2 separate regions of the Rattus norvegicus genome follow, and region 1 is linked to region 2. The links are chromatin contacts, called in public Hi-C maps. All regions are on one chromosome and are shown on one strand. The core of a region is the stretch at or near the end of the contact, and the rest is flanking DNA. Distances in the headings are between cores, read along the strand shown.

Region 1 (4,689 bases), core at 1,183-3,682, 50 kb after region 2:
CTGGCTACCTCTGCAGGGCAATTCTATTTAGAAGAGGAGGCCAAAGGATACAGACGTCATGGGGTGGCGATGAGTGCCTGAAATGTGCCTTCTGAACAGGACATGGCTGCCCCAGTCATAAGCACATAGCTGCTGAGGTTACCCACCCAGGGTCCAGGCAGCCAAAACCCCAGCAGAAAGGGTGGAGACGAAGCGCTATCGGCAGTGGACTGGCTGGGGGATGGAGACTCACTCTTTGTTGAATGGTGGTAACTGGTGGGTTTGCCACGCTTCAGGGAACCCCTCCCATCCGTGCACACAAGGCAGCTCTGACTGGACTTACTAGGTTATTTTAAAGGGGCTAGGGGGATAGAGAGAGCTATGATCTGCATTCCCTTAGAGAACTAGAATGGCTGGCAGGTAAGACCCCTACCACTGAGCCTGATGACCCGAATTTGTTCCCAGAATCCACATGATGGGGGGAGAGAAACAACTCTTGCAGGTTTATCTTCTGACCTCCACATATGTAGCACACACAGCATGTGTGCAGGCATAGCCCTTGCACATAAATATGTGGCACGCGCGCACATAAACACAAACTGGATGCAAATTTTTAAAAATTACCAATTCCAATTAGATATTTTTTTTCATCAAGATATCCCTTAATTGCTAAGAACATATAAAACACTGTATTGTGGGGTTGGGGATTTAGCTCGGTGGTAGAGCGCTTGCCTAGCAAGCGCAAGGCTCTGGGTTTGGTCCTCAGCTAAAAAAAAAAAAAAAACCCAAAAAACAAAAAACAACAACAAAAACAACAAAAAAAAATCCTGAAAAAAAAACCCACTGTATTGTGGACATACAAATATTAACCAATCCTTTATTGCTTATTTTATTGACTAAAACCTGGGCAGTACAGCAGGGAAGCCTTTGTTTAAGTTGCAGGAAACTTGCAGTTGTTATTCTTGTTAGAGTTACCTTAGGGTCTTACCTCAAGAGAAAGCATCTCCGGCTGTGGATGTGGGGTAAGCTTGGTCTGAAAAGCCTTCTCTGCAACATCTATGTCCTGTAACAGACACCAGCATTTTAGAACTCAGGTGTATTTGCATGCAACATAAATGACACCTACATCCAGTGTTTGTACTCCAACTCTCTCATCTCAACCCTTTTCTGGACACAGGGAGTTCGTGCAGTAACAGAGGGACACAGAGGTCGGGACCCTTATTATAAATCAAGTTACCCACTTCTACTATGTGTGCAGGGTTTCTCATTTAACACGGGAACGTGGCCGTACCTCTGTGTGCTACCTTTTTACTTTGAATGGCTGGTAAATGCCAGTGGTTAGTTTGAAAAAAAAAAAAAGCTTCCTTCAAAGCCGCTCAGAGTTGGGTGTGGTGGAGCACATCCATAATCCCAGAACTTGGGAGGCGGTGGCAGGAAGACTGAGTTCAAAGCCAGTCTACACTACATAAGGAGACTTTTGATACAAAAATAAGCACAGCAAAAAAAAAAAAAAAAAAATGATCAGAGCAGGAACTCTATCTGCCTTGAGGTCACCTGAAAGCAGGCAAGGTGAAACAATAACGAATCACTGAGAGGCAAGCTAGACGGACTCACACTGTGGTAAAGGGTCTGGGCTCTACAGAGGATGCGCCCAGCATCGAGATGGTTCATGTTTTATCAATATTCCATTTAAAGTGTTACACCGTGCGAAGATTTCACAGTTCGGGCTCCTTAATGAGTCATCTTGCTACTTTGTAATAGGAGCTTTTCAAAATATTCTACCACACATGTCTAACCTTTTGACATTTTTAAACGTCTACCAAGTTCGAGTTTGAGAACTACGGGATCAAGTAGTTCCTTCCTATTTCATAATGGCTTAAGTAAAAGTTTGCAGTTCAGGCTTTGGCTGGAGGGTTTGGCTGCACCATAGCTATCCTTGGCCACGTGCTGCCCTCGGGCTGTGAGACGAAAGCACCTACAGGTCTTTAGGACTGGATTTTCATGTTAATTTAAATGGGCAGTGTCATTGCCGGGCAGTACCCTCCTTAGTGGATGGTATTCACCAATGGGAAGTGACATTGCCAAGCAGTACACTACCTAGTGGATGGTATTCAAGAACCACACTTAAATTTGTAGTTTAACTTCAAAATGAGCATATTTTCTTCTACGGTTATAAAAACAGCAGCGCAATTAAGCTTAACCTGGTATAGTTTTCCCTTCCCTACACACCTTAAACACACGCACGGAAATGTGGAGTCCTGCATGTTGTTACAGAAACATTTGAGTCTGGCTAAGCGATGCTCTCCACACCAGCGGCACTGCTGTCTAGAGCCCACTTACTATCTTAAGTTCGCAGAGGTCTGCGTGCAAGGCTTGGCACATTCTGTGTCTCCTCTGAGCTCAGTGAATTGCTAGCACAAAGTTCTCTTGATCCATGTACACGCATTGGAGCAGTCTAAGTAGAGGGCTGTTGGACAGACGGCGAGAAATGGAAGAGGGCGTGGGAGTGGGGTGTGAAGAAGCCAGTGCTGAACAGGAGAAAAAGGAGAGCAGATGGTAGCGGCGGGAGCAAGGGATGGGTGTGAAATGTAAAAAGGAAAAACAGGAAATTCCCTAAAGGGACTCCCCAAAGTTGCACAACCATTAATGCACCTGCTGTCTAGGGGAAGGTGATTTGAAGGAAAAATACACAATTCAGGGATATAAAAACTGATGCTAGCATGTCTATCCCCTACCAGAAGTTTACAGCTAAGACGCATGTTACAGATACATGCCGATGCCGTAGCAGATACAGAGGTATGACTATTCTGGGATTGTTTTATTGAGATTTTACAAGGTTTGTGAAAGTTATAATTTACTGTTAGTAATCCAGCAAAGAAAACACAGAATTGTGGCCTCAGTTCTGCCAGGAGGGGCAGATCTGGGTGACGCTTAGCTCTGATATTATCAAGATTTTTTTTTTTTTTGAAGACAGAAAATAAGGACACTTCATATCTTACAGAGAAGTAGATGCCCAAACAAAAGAGCAGACACCAGTGGGGACAGATACTGCATCTACCACACTGCCACATCACTGAACACTTCCTTAGCACTCAGGTGGCCTCTCCTTCTCTTCAGCTGGGTTGGTTCTTCCTTTACGTCTAAGTACAGCTTTCTTAGATGTGTGACATCTGTCGTCCATGCTTATACTCTTTTCTTTCCTGACTGCCTCTTACCCACCTTCAAGCATTACTGTAGAGAAGGGCTAGACTTCCACCTTGCCTCCCACGGATCTACAGGGTAAAGCCCCTCGTTGAGTGGGCTGCGTGGGGCTGGGGTCTAAGCAGCCAGGTGCCTCTGCTGCACTCTCATTCTCATGCTACCTCAGTCCTTGCTAGCATGACCACACAGCTCTCCAGACTGTTCTTTCTTGATGCCTCCCATTGTCTCCACTTCATGTCTCTTTTATGTGCACTTAAATAGTTAGTCACTGAATGGATAACAACCACAACTACAGAGTTTATTAAGCAAACTCAGAAACTTCAAAAACAAAAAAACAAAAACCAAACAAACAAAACACAGAACAACCAACCAGTGCTGAAGAAGAGGGAGGAAAAGTCCAGAGCAGAGAGCAGGAGCAAGATGGACTTATTTCCCTATGACTTGTCACTCTGCCTTACAGATCTGCCACTAGACCCTTAAAAGTCTGAGCAGAGCCTGATACCACAGGCAGTTTGATATCTATAAGAGGCCCCCTCTTTTCTGAGGAGAGGCTGAGAAGGAATGGATGGAGGTGGGGTAATGGGGGCTGGGAGGATAGTAGATAGGAGAAACTGTGGTCAGGACATAAAATTAATTAATAAAAAAAGACTGAGCAGTTAGAGAACATGAACAAGCAAACATCAGAAGTTGGCGACCAAGCAAAACAGATGTACTACATTAGTGGTGGCACAACCACTGGCTGGTCTTTGAACACAGTATTAATTGAACTTTCCTGGTAGGACAAGCCTAGAAACCAAGTGTGTTAGTACAAAGCACTTCCGGTGGTCATATTAGTGCTGTCTGTATCACAGGACAGTCACTGCAGCACTTGTCCTTACCCTTGGTTTTGATGTCCAGTTTCAGACTCCACGTTTGACAGTGGACTGCAGATAGCAAATTGAAAGTTGGGGACTAGGGGTGCATCTCGTAGTACAGTGTGTGCTAGCACGGCATGCAGGAGGCCTTGGTATCAATCTCTAGCTTGGACATGTGATCAGAAAAAGCAACTGATAAGCTTAAATTGTGCATCATTCTGAGTGGCATGGTGAAATTCCATCACTTGCCCTCTGCTCATCTTGGGCTGCATGCCATCTCTGTCAGTATGTACGCAGTATGTCAGTTTGCTACATTGGTCAGTTGGCACTTGTCTGCGTTGTTCCATCTGCCTTTACCGTATCACAGGGCTTGTGTCTAAGTGACCCTGGTGTGGTAGGCCAAGTACATGGTCACTTGTCTCACTTTCATAGAGGCACATGTTTACACCAAAGGAACAGCAAGTACAGTACAGGCCCCTGAAACCACATCCACCCAGTTTTTACTAAAATATAGCCATCATACTTTATTGTTGCTGATTCCTTTCTGTGTCTTATTCATAAGTTAAGTCTCATTACAAGAATGCAAATACGAGTGAACATTGTACAGAGGATGTGGTGTGATCCATGGTTCCAGGTGTCTTCTGGGAAGTCTTGG
Region 2 (4,586 bases), core at 465-2,964:
GTCTGCGATCCAAACTAGAGCTTTACTCGTCCGGCATTGGATGGGCAGTTTTCCCTGGGACGGGTAGTAGTGGGCCTGGAATCCGACGGACACTCAGCCGCAAAATCTGCCCGAAACGGAGAAGAAGAGGGTTTGCCTTCACCGGCACTCTCCGGGCTCCGCTGATGCTGTATCTCTGGAGATGGAATTGACTATCAAACCCTCAACCCTGTTTGCTCATATTATACCCACCGTAATCCTCTTAAACTGCCGTTGCGGCGACAAAGCTCTTGGTCTTGCAAAAGCCGGCTGGCAAGATATAATTGTCCGACGAACAAAAACAGCCAAAAGTTTTCAAAAACCCCATGCACCCCCCCTTTCCCTAAACCCAATTCTCTCCTTCTCTAGCTACCCCCTCCCCAGCCCCCAATAAGAACCCTCAGCCTCGACCACTTTTGTTGTCGCCAAGAGCACCAGGCCTGTTGAAAGCGCTGGAGCGTCTTTGAGCAGTTTGTTGTGATACGCAGGTGGAATGGTCTGCAAACACGAATTCAGCCCCTCCAAACCCAGTGCGGAGCGCTCTGCTTTTGTGCGCCAGGCACAAAAAAATGCTGAATTCCTCCGAACTTACTTAGGGCCTGTCTAGAAAAGGGCCTTTTCTTCCCTCTGCTTGTACCTCTGGCCACACTAAGTCTTTGCCCGCCCCCCTTCGGACTCCCTCCCTCTCCCCTCTGATAATCCTTCTCTTTATTTTAGAAAAACACAAAACCCGGTTCCACGCGGTGCTTTAGTGGCTAAAAGTGAAAGAGCTGCTTTGGCAGAATTCAGCTCTATGAATCACTTCGGAAAATTGGTTCGACTGAATGGCCTTAGGAGGAAAAACGTTTTAATAGGATCCAGGGGAGGTTCTGCTGTTTCAATCTGCTCCTTAAACAGGTGGAGATTGGACCTTCTCAATTATACAAACAGTAAGTACCCAACAGCGGGAGAGCTGCCCTCCGAATCCTCCCCGCACGCAGCCCTAAACCAGGCGCGGAGCCTGGCTTTGCCTCTCAAACCCGATCACAAATCAGCAATTCGGATCGATTAGCTTCTCAAACAGTCCCCGGGTTCTCAGGGCAAGAATCCCCCAGCCCTAGTCAAGAAGTGGGCCAGAGAGCTGCAGGCGCACCCACCCTTCCCCAGGTCCCCAGGATCCCGGCGCGCCGCCTGCCCTTCCGGACTCTTCGAGGTCGTCCTTAGGCGGTGGGGAGCTCTCTCTCGACCTCCGACGCCAGTCAAGGCGAGCTCGTTGCTTTTGCATAAATTAATATTTCCCCATTAACAAGTTCCCCCTCCAAACGCGACGCCCGCGTCCATGCGCCACATCCTAATGAGGTAATTATCATTTGCGCGTGTTCGGGGCTGGCGCCGGCTCCGTAGGTAAATGGCAGTTTATTAGCACAGTGCCCAGCTCGGCTGCGCAGGGCTAAGGGATACTTCGGTGATTAGACGGACACCCAGGGGCCCTTTGAGGTAGCGCGTCCAGGACACCCCGCCTTCCCCGCGTACCCTAAACCTGTAGGCCCCCCAAAGTTGTGAATCACGCAAGGAACTCTGCCTAGGTTTGGGTTTGGGCGGCCCCCACCTCCTTCCACCGGCAAAACCATCACGATTCTTCCCCCTCCCCCCTCCCTCTCTTCCCTCCTTCCCGATTCGCAAACGGCTCGCACTTTCCCGAAGGGAGCGCGGGCGCTAGTTGCCTCCTTTAAAGTTTGAGGGGCGGTGGCGGCGGCCGGCAGGCGCGGGGGAACGCAGGGTCCTCAACGGGAGTCGCGCCGCCGCCCATGTCATTCCACTTCAAGTGACTTCATGTGATGTCAGCTGAATGTAAAAGACAGTGATCTCACGCGGAGGGGAGGATGTTTGCCATCAAAATGTGACAGAAGAGACACGCTGCATGGCTCGGAACGCATCTCCTTGGCGGTGGGGGAAAAAGGTAAAAGCGGGGTGGCTCTTCCGGTCCTCTTTAACTTTGCTCTTTCCGTGCCCAGCTCCCAGCACGCGTGGCGGAGGCCTGGGTCCAGGGAAGGGTTGGGGAGTGTTAATTTGAGACTCCTTTCTTCTACCCCCTTTCCTTTCCTTTGTACGGCCTCCCCCTTCTTCCCCTTTCATAGTCCCAGGGCAAGAGCTGGTGGGTTCCTTTGCGCGCCGGGTTAATGGGCGGTAATTTGGTACCCTTGGGTGCACTTTGTTCTGCTTCTGTTCATTTGAATGCAAATGGGTGACCCGGGCCGACTAGGTGCTTATTAAATTGCGGTTTCCCCCCTGCCTTTTCCGGAATGCAGACTTAGAGGAGAGAGGCTGTGCCCTGGCCCAGCCTGGCTCAGCTTGGCGCGCCATGGCCAGCTCAGCTTCCCTGGAGACCATGGTGCCCCCGGCCTGCCCGCGCGCTGGAGCGTCACCGGCCACTTCGAAAACACTAGCTTTCTCCATCGAGCGCATCATGGCCAAGACGTCCGAGCCCCGAGCGCCTTTTGAGCCCCGGCCTGCTGCGCTAGAGGCAGACAGCAGCCAGAGCAAGAAACTGCTCAACCTCTGCTCGCCGCTGCCCTGTATGATCCCCCTCCAGCCTCTAGGCTACGAGGTGCCGTCCAAGACACTGCTCAGTTACTCGGAGTTCTGGAAAAGCAGCCTCCGGGCGGGCGGCGGTGGAGGAGGAGGCAGCGGCGGGGGGGGCCCAGTGTGCGGCGCCAGTGGCTTGTGCAAAACCAACTGTGGCGTGTGCTGCAAGGCCGAACTGGGCCTTGCGCCTTCTGCGCTGCCCGCCGGCAGGGTCATCAAGCCGCAGGTCATCAACCAGGCTGTGGGGCTGCCGGCCAGCGGCTCTCTCTACTACTTCAACTACCTGGACTCCACCACTTACCCACCATCGGAGCTCCTCGGAGGCCACCTTTTCCCATCTGGCCTCCTCAACGCACAGGCCCCCACTTCCCTGGCTGCTCACCCCAAGCTTTTTCTGCTGGAGAATGCCAAACTGGCCAGCCTGACTGCGGACAAGTTCCCCCACCCAGCTTCCTATCCCCATAAGGAGCGCTTGCATGCGCCGCTGGAGCAGGTGCTGAAGGAGAACTCGGCCTTGACCGCTGAACGAGGGGGAGTCAAGAGCCACAGCAAACTACCGGGGGGCTCTACTGACAGCAAACCCAAAAACTTCACCTGCGAAGTGTGCGGCAAGGTGAGGCCTAAGGTTCTGGGGGGAGGGAGCTAGCAGCCCCTGGTTTCTTGGGCAGCCTTGTACACCTCTCTCTCTCTCTCTCTCTCTCTCTCTCTCTCTCTCTCTCTCTCTCTCTCTCTCTCTCTCTCTCTCAAGCTGAGGAGCTCCCCATAGCTGTGTACTCCATTGGATGCCCAGATGAGCCTCAGTTTCCTATTCTGTAAAATGGGGACGTTGTCAATCCTCACACAGTTGACAAAAAAGACTCGGGCTTAGGATGGGAAGGTTGGTTGGGGGAGGTAAATTGTAGCCTCCCGGGCTGATTCTAGGCCCTTGGCAGACTCAGCCCAAGTTCCGCTCTCATCCTTCCATAGGTGTTCAATGCTCACTATAACCTCACCCGCCACATGCCTGTCCACACCGGAGCTAGACCGTTTGTGTGCAAAGTCTGTGGCAAAGGCTTCCGCCAGGCCAGCACTCTCTGCAGACACAAAATTATCCATACCCAGGTACGTGGCCCCAGGTCAGGCCCTGTCGACGCGCGCACCACCGCCCTAGTCTGAGCGACGGTGTTCGATTCTCCTTACCCTTGGTGGGGGGATCTGCTGTGTCCCTTGCCTAGGTCTCGGCCTTACTGTACGCATGCCCCTCTCCGCAGGAAAAACCACATAAGTGTAACCAGTGCGGCAAAGCCTTCAATCGCAGCTCCACGCTCAATACGCACATCCGCATCCACGCGGGCTACAAGCCCTTCGTCTGCGAGTTTTGCGGCAAGGGCTTTCACCAAAAAGGTGAGGTGCTAAGCTAGGCACTCCCTCATCTCCTCTTTAGGGTTCAGAGGGTCACAGGGGAGGGGGGGGTGTGCTGAGAAGGAGGTGAGTATGGTAGAGGCAGCACAAAAGCCGCAGGCTAGGGCGCAGCAATTCTTGGAATCGGGTTGTGCACGCTTTCCCGGCTGGGTTGGTAGACCTCGCTGTTTCAGGCTTGACTCTCCGGAACACTGAATTTTGGAGCTGGGAATTAAGGAAATGGCCAAAAGGAAACGTAGAGAGTATGGCTTTTGAGAACGAGCTTCCTTCCCTTTGTAAGCGCTACTTCCTTTCAAGGAAAAAAAAAATCTAAGCAGTATCTTCCTGTAGGAACAGTTTAAGATTGAGAGGCTGGGTTGGTGGTGGCCAAGTCTCCAGTGCTCCCAGAGCCTGGGACTCTATTCAATTTCCAATGTAATTTTGTATTTTCAGATAGCAGTGGGGATGGGGGGGGGGGATGCCAAGAACTGAGCTACGGAGCCTAGATTTGTGCGGATTTCTTGGAACGAGGCATCAGCTCTAAGAACCCACTGCCTTCTTAGGCTGCACAAAAAGTTTCCCAGCTGGCAGAGCTCGGCAGGAGGCACGCTTCGTGGGCCTCT

Evidence for each region. Hi-C and Micro-C count contacts between places; a contact is called where the count stands out from the background.
Region 1: a Hi-C map of prefrontal cortex shows a contact between it and region 2, with 2.7 times the contacts expected there. The contact joins the enhancer-like site here to the promoter of Fezf2 in region 2. A contact is called at or near these places in 2 of 12 Hi-C or Micro-C datasets (frontal cortex and prefrontal cortex).

What each region holds. Positions count from the first base shown.
Region 1 is chr15:15,252,224-15,256,912 of GRCr8, forward strand. Cep15 (centrosomal protein 15) reads right to left here. Exons shown (of 5, transcript NM_001106026.2): 4 at 968-1,042. Among named protein-coding and RNA genes, the nearest start is that of Cep15, 11 kb to the right of the region's middle. Within about 2 kb of position 2,433, at least 12 of the 93 cell types and tissues checked have an H3K27ac peak or open chromatin away from gene starts, as enhancers often do. A contact at or near this core is called in prefrontal cortex, where this site is marked.
Region 2 is chr15:15,202,479-15,207,064 of GRCr8, forward strand. It overlaps Fezf2 (Fez family zinc finger 2), which reads left to right and starts at 1,715. Exons shown (of 5, transcript NM_001107251.1): 1 at 1,715-1,957; 2 at 2,307-3,196; 3 at 3,550-3,684; 4 at 3,834-3,966. The coding sequence starts at 2,360.